2 separate regions of the Zea mays genome follow, and region 2 is linked to region 1. The links are chromatin contacts, called in public Hi-C maps. All regions are on one chromosome and are shown on one strand. The core of a region is the stretch at or near the end of the contact, and the rest is flanking DNA. Distances in the headings are between cores, read along the strand shown. Region 1 holds the start of LOC100282629 (Signal peptide peptidase-like 4). Region 2 holds the start of LOC103626500 (uridine kinase-like protein 3).

What was found. Hi-C and Micro-C count contacts between places; a contact is called where the count stands out from the background.
Region 2: a contact with region 1 is called in a Hi-C map of ear, with 2.0 times the contacts expected there. The contact joins the promoter of LOC103626500 here to the promoter of LOC100282629 in region 1. A contact is called at or near these places in 2 of 25 Hi-C or Micro-C datasets (ear and endosperm).

The regions. Positions count from the first base shown.
Region 1 is chr5:67,424,322-67,429,921 of Zm-B73-REFERENCE-NAM-5.0, forward strand. It overlaps LOC100282629 (Signal peptide peptidase-like 4), which reads right to left and starts at 4,304. Exons shown (of 14, transcript NM_001155537.2): 1 at 3,932-4,304; 2 at 3,629-3,787; 3 at 3,032-3,143; 4 at 2,727-2,846; 5 at 2,418-2,569; 6 at 2,131-2,313; 7 at 1,855-1,889; 8 at 1,583-1,739; 9 at 1,450-1,503; 10 at 1,253-1,345; 11 at 1,027-1,169; 12 at 875-945; 13 at 709-792; 14 at 275-637. The coding sequence starts at 4,060. The coding sequence ends at 519. It overlaps LOC103626493 (lysine-specific demethylase 5B), which reads left to right. Exons shown (of 33, transcript XR_004849437.1): 33 at 1-38.
Region 2 is chr5:68,006,850-68,011,755 of Zm-B73-REFERENCE-NAM-5.0, forward strand. LOC103626500 (uridine kinase-like protein 3) reads right to left here and starts at 3,323. Exons shown (of 16, transcript NM_001351769.1): 1 at 3,157-3,323; 2 at 2,879-3,046; 3 at 2,627-2,718; 4 at 2,389-2,458; 5 at 2,178-2,293; 6 at 1,715-1,811; 7 at 1,101-1,180; 8 at 724-918. The coding sequence starts at 3,038. LOC606412 (protein disulfide isomerase 4) reads right to left here. Exons shown (of 11, transcript NM_001112287.2): 11 at 4,684-4,906. The coding sequence ends at 4,830.

The DNA of each region.
Region 1 (5,600 bases), core at 3,054-5,553:
ATGGAGAGTATTTTTATGCTGCTGCTATGCACGGCTCATACATTTCTGTTCGACAGGCTCAATTTATTGTTGTGCTGTTACATACATGCATGGCTGCACATTGGGCAGCAGTTAGCTCAAAATCAGACTTTGCTGTCTCCAAGAAGCAGTGCCTCCTTTTAAACTGGCATGATTTGGTTTGCATATTGATACAATACTACCTCCGTTCTTGAATATTTGTCGCCTATTGTTTCAAAAAACGACAAATAAAAAAATTAAAAAAGAATGGAGAGTATTTTTATGCTGCTGCTATGCACGGCTCATACATTTCTGTTCGACAGGCTCAATTTATTGTTGTGCTGTTACATACATGCATGGCTGCACATTGGGCAGCAGTTAGCTCACAATCAGACTTTGCTGTCTCCAAGAAGCAGTGCCTCCTTTTAAACTGGCATGATTTGGTTTGCATATTACCAGCAGGCAAATACAATATTTTGCAGAAGCTAGGAACCCTTGCTGATTTTCTACTGACCCTGTGGTTAGTTTGGGGTCGTCGGCAGCAGCGGCATATGCATATGCGTGCACACTCTCTCTGGCTCTCCCCTCGCCCACAGGTTCTGCAGCTCCCCTCTCTTCCATCCAAGCGCGATCAAGGTGCCTGTACCAACAAAACAAAGCACACATCAGGCAGTGTACGGACGAGACGAGTCTCAAAACACACATCATTACCAAGAGTGAAGGGCACGATGTACAAAAGGGCAGGTTGTCCATGCCCATCCATCAGGTTCAGCGCAACATATGTGATTAGAAGTCCTGATTATGTGGCCACACAAGAAATAGCCAGTTAATGTTTCCAATCTTCTGCTGCATTAGCGTTCATCCACTCAAAACTTACCAGAGCCATAGGCCACCATTGCCCACAAAAAGTAACCAGACCGTAAGCCCTTCTTTGCAGAAAAATCGTATCTGAAAAGCAAATAATTCAACGGAATCGAATTCGTTCATGCAAAAAAAAAAAAAACCACGAAGATTGCAGCCTAGACTTACCTTAGCGAGAAAGCAACTAAAAGACCAGGAAGAAGGATATCACCAAAGCCAATGATGCTGTATCCACCCCATGGATCAAACATTCGCGGGATTTTTAGCAGCATGGGCACACCATCCTCGTCGGTCTTGTCGCCACGCGCAACCTATTTGCAGAAGAAACCAACATGCTATAACCAGCAAAATTCAGGATACCACCAAATAGCAGAATCCCCTTTCACACGCTTACCACAATCATCACGCTCTCATGAAACCATCTCTTGGAGATAAACACCCAGAAGATATCATACAGGAAGGCACAGCCGAGAAGAACCGAACCCACCTGATCATGACAAACAAAACTCGTACCTCAACTAAATATTATCAACAAAGGCCATAGCAAGAGAAAGCCGAAAGACAAAAAAAAGTCAAGAGTGGTTTGAGTACCTTGAGGTTAGGTACTCTCACAATTTGGATGACTGTAACTATCAATGCAATACCCTGAACGTGCAAAGTCTCGAATCAGTTGATGCCACAGCTAAAATGGGAGGCATCGAATACTACAGATGGTCACACTCACCAGAATGTCTTGCCCAATCCAAGCAAAGGGGAGCTGGCGAAAAACAGCCCACACAACAGCAAATGCAACGCAAAATGGGCAAACTGCCAGAGTAAGATGCGAAACGGCTCCAAGGAACGGTACTTTCACAAAAGATTCTGCAGCAGGTTTAAACCATCTGAAAAGGTTCCACAGTTTAGTCAGAATTAGTATTTGTTTAGTGAAACAAATTAAGCAGGTCTTGAACAGAATGGTTCACTTAAACATATCCCCAAGACAAACCACCACTGTACCTTGATAACAGAGCCACCAAGCATGTTTGTAGACCCTGCATAAACAAAAACAAAGGCTTCATCTCAAGAAAGGAAAAGTAGTAAAAGATTAACTCCAAGAACAGTTCCCTTAGCAATCAATTAGCAATGCAGTTTTGTTCAGTGGACCAGCTGCAGACCATCCCGTTATGCCATTTCAAGGTACTTGTACCATGGAATAGAGAGTAAGAGAACCTAATATGATAACATGTATTTCGAATTACGTTTCTAAAAGTAAACTGATAGTTAGAAATGCACCTCTACACCGCCAATGCAGAAGATTACCACCAGTAGCTCCACAAACCAGTAAGACATCAGTTTGTAAAGCATTATTAAGAAGCATGACGCAACCACCACAAACATTATCGCTGATGCCACATTGATATCTACCATGCCACTAGAACCTCTGGCCTCAACATTCAGTAGGTCTTCATGGCCATCCTTAACAATAAGTGCATTTGTCAGTACATTATTTTTAGTTGAAGCCATATTGGAGCTTGAGGACCGACCAATAAGTGCAAGTGTCATGGCATAGAGATCAGAACCTTGAGGAGCTTCTCTTGTTCAATAACTGCTTCTCTAGCACTCCATGCTGACCAGTAGGAAGCACCAAGTACTGTGCCAACAGCCATAAGCCATAGAAACACCTCTGCAGTGTCAACTACAGGTCGATCTGGAGAGTAAAGCTGCACAGAAACTAAGGAAGAGACAAGGATAAGTCAGTACATGGTAAGCTATTTCAGATAGAACAAAGGACAAGTCCACATAAAGGTGAAGGGTCAGTTAAGTGTTAACACCTTTATGTTTCAAATGGAAATTAAAATGCTGGTGACAACGGTAAGTTAACATTTTACCTGTGTTACCATTTGTAAGAAGTGTATGTAAAGCAGAACCTGCATCTTTTGGTAGGAGAACTGCAGGTATATTTATGTCAAGGTCGGTTTCATTCTTTTCGCAGACCATCTTGTACAATTCTGTAGAGTAAATGCATGATAGAATTAGTGAAACCAAATACTGATACAAGTTGATCATTTTAATATCCTAAAAACGTAATGCAAGGTGTTGTTGGAGGAACATGGCTAGGATAATACATAACATTTTTACAAGAAGCAATGCCACAAGTTATAGATAGGGAAACAAGACAGCGCTCAAAACGCACCGTGGACATGGTTTATGATTACTATAGCAGAAGCACCAGCAGCTTCAGCAAACTTTGCTTTCTTTGTGAATTTGCACTTTCCCCTTTGAACTAAAAGAACATCTCCAGGAACCTAGAACGAGAATGAAACAATTAGAGGACAGAGCCACTAGGGGTTAGAAGATAGGCTGCAATAACTTAAGTTGCGGTTAGATTATAGGGATGAAAACAGATTCTTATTCGGATATCAATTGTTTTGATCTTTTTTCTTTGATTGTGAATAAATAGAATATATAATATGCTATACAAATTTGTATTCTTGTTTTTAGCATTGAGCTTGTAAACATTCATAAAAGGTAAATCTCAAATTTATTATATATCTTCTCAAACGATAGATATAAAATTCGGATACGGATACATATACTTTTACACTTTTTTGTTGTTGTAGGGAGTAAATAATGCATAAAACAATTTTATGCAAAATTTTATTCTTGTAGTAATGTGATTGATAACATAGGAAAAGGTCAATATCGAATTTCATACATATCTATTTTAAAATATTAAATTTATCCTAACAATTCGGTTACCCACTTTCATCACTAGTTGGATAATACCCACCTTATGTTTCGGAGGAGAGCAGCAGTCCATAGGGTCTGCCAGCGTGAGTTTAGTTCGGTTTGCGTGCTTCTCCTTGGAGACGATTTTTGGACCAAACCGAGCACCGACGCCAACAAACTCGCCACCCTCTTTGCCATTGACCCAGCTTTGCACTTTTACCTTGACAAATAGTACAAAGAAATGGAGAATCGATTTCAGTACTAAACAGAAACATTTGTGTGTGTGTTGGGGGGGGGGGGGGGGGGGGGGGGGGCAGCTGCTTAATTAAGGGTTAGGGAAAAGGCTAAGACTTTGTGATCTTACCAGGATAAAATCGTTGGAGCATCCAGGGATCTTGGGTGCCTCGTCATCGTGGTGGACGATATCACCGCCGGCCGCTGCCCCCGCCAGCGCTGACACCGTGAGCACCACCAACACCGCCGCCGCGGCCATGTTCTCTCCCTCTCTCAAACCACCCCCAAGAGCAAGAGGCCTGCTTTGACCCTCGCCGGAAATGGAAGGGGATGGAGACGACGGAAGGTGACAGGAGAATCGCAGAATCGCCACCTGCCTCGCCGAGTGCCCTCCTCCGTTTGGGATTCGGGTTTAGGGTTAGATCGGATTCCGCGGTCTACTACTGTGCCCCCGTCTCTTTGTTCACTCGAAAAATTAACTGCTTGTCACGAGTTTGGGTACTATTGACCCCAGTCCACATATGTTGACTTAGATAGGATGTAATTTAAACTAATTTATACTTTAATCCACCTCAACACGATAATACATATGAATTTTGATCAATAATAAAGTACCCAAATAAAACCTTAAGGCCTCGTTCGGCAGATGTGAATCAAAACCGGATCAGTAACCAATCCAGCCACTTAATCATGGTCACTAGTCTGTTTCTTGGCTGGGAATCAATCCGAAAGGTGGATTGTCTGAGTTTGTTCCAGGCCAAAGATTAAAGGGTTAGCTCGAATTCAAGCGGTTTTCTTTTCGGCCAATATCAAAACGAATAGTTCTAGCAGGTGGAACCGGATTCCAAACCAGACTCGTTCATTCCGCCTGGAATACAGCTACGAACTGTCCAATCAGCTCAAAGCGAACGAGCACTAAGGGTGGTGTTTGAATGCCTCCAGATAGTTTATAATATTAATTTAATTAATTTTAAAAATATTTTTAATTTAAATAACAAATAAAATGACTTGTCTAAATGTCTTCTAAAAGCTTAGAGCTCCAGTTTCATTATTTTCTGGAGCACCTAATAATCTGTTTCACCAACTCCACCAAATTTACTGGAGTTAGAACTGCCCCAAACATAACCTTAGAAGTGGTGGCAAATTTTTACTATGTCATGACTGTGGTGTCAGTAACACAATGTAAATGGATGCTAAAGTAAAGTGGCGAAATATCAAATTCCTCTTGTTCACTCCCATCTCAGTCTTTCTCGACTCTTGTTTTTACCGACTACTCCGTCGGTCCTAGAACGATACATTTTATACCTAAGAAATTAAATAATTTTAAAATTAACTAAATTTAAAATATAATTAAAAATATGTAGCTAAGTGTACAAATTATCATAATTGACATACCAAAATAAACAAAACTACAATATATAAATCACAAATCAAAATCTCTACTACTTCTTAAGAATAGAGTGTAGGCATCCACGGTGCATGGTTCTGCCTTCCTCCCGTCCCACCGATCCGTCTTCCCCTTCCCCTAATCACGCACCCCCTACCCCGCGGATCCACTGCTGCCGCCCCCTATCGCGGGCAGGAGTCATATCTCCCTTCTCCTTCTTAAACACCATCGCCATCACCGTGCCGTTGTGGAGTCCTATCTCCCTCTCAAACGTCGGCACGCGGTGGATCTGCAACCCATGCCAGGATGTGGTCGGGGACAAGCTAGGGCGTGCCCTCCCGCCCCATCTCCCCCACCGAGGCTCTAGACCGCCATGCTTGTGTCTGCTGCGGGACGTCTATGCCGCCATCGC
Region 2 (4,906 bases), core at 2,073-4,572, 580 kb after region 1:
TCGAGAATTTCGATCCAGTCTTTGCGTCCGGGAGCCTCCCGCTGCGACTGCGGGCGGGTGTTAGGCAATAGAATATGCCATCTGTGGATATCCTAGCTGCTATAGATAGCAGATGTAAATCAGGGATAGAATCCTAGCTGCTATAGATAGCAGATGTAAATCAGGGATTAGTTGCTAGATATAGCAGATGTAAATCAGGGATAAATCAGGGGAATTATCCCTGCCTTGTAAAGCAGGCCAGCCAGCTCTATATAATAGAAGGTGCCCCCTCTCATTGAGGTGTGGCCAATTGCCCTCAACTCTGTTTCTCTACAGAGAGTACATACAAACTACAGGGACATCAAACAGCAAGCAACGAACAACAACAAAAACATAGTCATTTAGTCCCAAACACGTTGGGGTAGGCTAGAGTTGAAACCCAACAAGAGTCACCAAAAAGAGAAAGAGAAAGGGGAGGAAAAAGGATCTGAGAGAACTAAAAGAGAAAAAGGTCTAATCACGGTATGTGGATAGCTTCTTTCCAAGCACACCTATCCAAACACAACTCTTTTGGGATACCACATCCCTTCAAGTCCTCAAGTCAAATTTGGCCTCCCTCTACCTCCATATTATTGTCCAATATTATGATGCCTCTATGCATCAATGCCTCTACAGTTCTCCGTTTACAATCAAACAGCAAACAAATTTTCAGAAAAATAAAAATGAATGTTTTACATTAGGTACCTGATAAGTAGTCTGAATTACATACAAATTGGGGTGTATTTTGCAAAGATCATGCTGTCCAAGTTTAGTCCGAATATGTTGAACAATTAGATCAATTGCCACATCATTGTCTCCACCTCGTGGGATGATAATATCAGCATACTTCTTCGTTGGGAGGATGAAGTCTTCAAAAGCAGGCTTAACAAATTTTGAGTACTGTGGAAAAGTGTTTTATTAGCCAAAAAATGATAAGAATGAGTAGACAACAGATAGCTTAATGTACACTATGCAACAAGACAAGAATATTATATTAGATGAAAATGCTATAGAATCAAGACCCGCTAAATGTTGTTAGATTTGATGCACAACAAAAATTGCAATAGAGGAAGCTTTGTAACCTGATCTAACACAGCTTTGATATCTCTACCCTTGTCAATGGTATCACGACGGATCCTCCTTGTTAACCGTACGTCGGCATCTGAGAAATCAATAAGTGAGTGTTATAACAAAAAATACCTCATGGCCATGAAACCAATTAGTGGGTTTTGAAAGCCTATAGGCTACTCTGACAAAGTACTATGTTCAACATATGGTAAGGAAGCAAAAAACTATGATAAAAAATCAGTATTTCTGGATTCATAATTTAAGTTAACTTTGATGATATCTTCAATAAACAAGTAACCTGATCTAACACAACATGTGCGGTTTGTGCATTAAAAAAATTCTGAGAATTCAGGACAAAAGAAAAAAATCTCTATCAGCTCAGTAAGATTATAGTACACCACGTTAACATGAATGACTCAAAATATAAGTATTCATACAAGTGGACTTATAAATGAAATGATTCATAGTCTCAAGTTTTTGGATAAAGGGCAGAAAATTATTAACAATGATGCATTTCTAGTTCAGAAAATAGTCAGGAATCAATGCTTGTGCATTGGGAACTTCTGGAATATCAACAGGCAAGGGAGACAGAAGAAAACATCATCAACTTATAAGCAAATATTTGTACCTGTATCAACGAAGATCTTCATGTTCATCAAATCCCTGAGGCGTGAATCATGAAAAACTAGAATTCCTTCCAAAATAATAACATCTGAAGGATTAACCTGGCGACAGTTTTAAATTAGGGTTGCTTGTATAAATCAAGTATTGCATTGATGAATAAATAACGTAAACAAACCAGCAGAAAGCAAATGTTTTCTGTTAAATGTACAATACGAAATCGATGTGAAGAAATAAGCGGTTGTACAAATAGCAAATAGTGTATCAGGTACTTACCATAAATTGTAGTTTTTCACAAAAAAAATCTGGAGCAGGTTATTATTGGGACCATACAAAACAATATAACTTATTCAGGACAATGTGCAGATATTCTTTTTGAAAATGTAATGTTGTATTCAGAGGCTCATAAAGGCCGATCAGTTTACCAGTCAGGTTGATTATTAAGAATTGCACTAAACTTAAAATATTACCTTCCTTGCATTTGGTACACTCTTGTATGTCTTGAAGTTGTAATTAGGGATGTCGACAGCTTTGCCATGTTTCAAGTTTTGCATACAAGAGAGAAGTAGCTCTGTATGAAATGCATCTGAAATAGGAAAAGATAGATACAGCAGCACATTCAGTGCAGAACTCTTGGGACTAGGATAGTAAATATAATTCTTGTGTAAGGATGAATTCGACCTGGATGATCAAAATTATAATCATGAACATGGACTAATTCTTCATCCGTCAATCCATAATAAAAGGACTCCTGCAAATATTGTAACCTCATTGCTTGTAGTTATAAGAGACTGGAAACAGTGTGACATGGCAATGTGATAATCTAGCATGAAGAGGGCATAGTTTGGTGCCTACCAATGCAGTACCATGCTACTTTGCACATATGCCACAAGATGAGGCCAAGCAGTAATGCACAAACCTGTGTAACAGCCACAACGCGCTGGTCACGGAGCTGATCAATGATCATCTTGCACACGGTACTTTTGCCTGACGATGCACCCCCAGCAACGCCTGTACCCAATACCACATTAGGGCATGCTGCATTCAGGGCCAACATCGATCTACGCTATACTCATCAATTGGCATACATCCTACTGAATTGTCATTAGGCTAGGCGCAGAAAGATAGGGAGAGAGTCCATGGCATCAACCAATCAAGTATATATACGGACCAATAACAAAGGGCTCCTGATGGCCATTCTCCAGGCCAGACGTCGTTGGTTCTTCCTCGGAGGAGGCGGAAAACTGGACGTTGGGACCGTCCAGACGGAGAGCAGAGCAATGGACTCCGGCGGCGGCATCGAGCACCTCATCTACCGATTTCGAACCCATATATACGCCTAGCAGGGGAGTGTGAGCGTCAAACAAATCCGAAATAAATTGTATGCCAACAAAGATTTGGCTTTAGAGGTATCGCAAATCAGGCAAGCAAGGATGTTTCTTTTTTTACCGGAGAGAAACGGAGGAGGGCGAGGAAAGGGCCGACGCCGCCTGGGAGGAGCCGAGAGGGGTGGCGCGGCGGGTGGATCTGGGGGAGAGGAAAAGGGGAAAGGCGCGTGGTCGGCGCGGCGGGAGGTGTGCAGAGATGAGAGGGAGCCTACAAGAATACATGTATGTGCATTGTGGCTTGTATAAACTTTTGTTTTAATAAAACACAAAAAGAAAGAAAGATATATGTTGTGTTCGATAGGTTCAAAATTTCGGCTAAATTATTAGGTTCAATTTTTTGGCTAAATTTCACAGAAATTTTTGGCTAAATTTCACATAAATTTTTTGATAGTTTCGATGACGGCCAGAAGAGAAATCCGAAATCTCGTATTAAACTAATAAATTAGTATGCTTACAGCTATAGACTTATATTTTCTACTGTTTACGTTCTATATTCTTCTACTTAATATTTCCTTCAGGTCTAAATTATAGGTCGATTTGATAAAGTTTAAGTTAAACTTATAAAGTTTTTAACTATAAATACTGCTTTATTATTTAGTTAAAAACCTAATAGTGATTTGTCTTAAAAAGTATTATTATAAATTGTATATTAAATATATTAAAAATTTATTTGTATTTTAACAAAAAAAATTATTAGTCATATCCTAAATGAAATATAATTTGGACCTGGATTACAAACCATGCTAATATTTTATGTAGATCTAAAAGTTTTAGGAGAAAATCTCTATCTCTTCTTCTATCTACTGTGTAAAGCATTTTTTTTACGTTCACGTCTCCCTGCTCCCCATATTTAAAATTATATAACGCCCCGTTACGCCCCGTTTGGATCACTGGAATTGAATTTCATTCTAATAATAATAATTTAGGCATATATCAATTAAGCTAATTCGATGTTATGCAAAATATATTTGTATACTATTATTAGCAAGATGTTAGGGATATTTATGTGTTACATTTTTATTATAGAGGAGTGAAAAGAAAAGTGTCATGTAAGTTACAGAGTAGAAACAAATTCTACTAATGCATAAAATCATTTTCCACCCTCCACCCCATGAATTTGTGATATGCTTATATATGAACTTTGGAAATTGGTGGAATGTCAAATTCCAAACTAAATAAGTTACTTTATTGAGGGAATTCCAATTTCTCTAAAATGAAGGGATCCAAACACCCCGTAAATGGAATTGTATGAGCATATACTCTATGTTTAAGTCTCTACTAGTCATATGCACTCTATGTTTAAGTCTATACTAGTTATATGTCTGTATATTGTTACGGTTTATATATATATATATATATATAACATATAATAAATTTTATTTTAATAAAATACAAAATATATGTTTTCTATTTATTAGGTTGATGTGAATGTGAAGTCATCAACCAAGATTCAAACACTCATTTATACATAATTTTAACTTATTTTTTACATAACTCTCCTATTATAGTAGTAGAAAAGAAATTATAGGAGTGAGAGTTGATTCTAAAAAAATGTAGGAGGTCTTTTGAAAAATATTGACGCTGGACTACGGTTGAAACTGGTGCTTTAATATAGTATAATATAAAGAAACAGATTTAGGTGATGTTTAAGCTGAAAACGCGAAATTCGGTGGCGGACCTAATTTTATAAAACCAAAATTCAAAACTCAGCTATCTATCAATGCATGACCTGCCCTACAGTTCGTCCTTGACACCATCCGTCTGGATGCTCTCCCTTCTTGACTCCTGGCGCTTCAACTTGAAAGGGATGC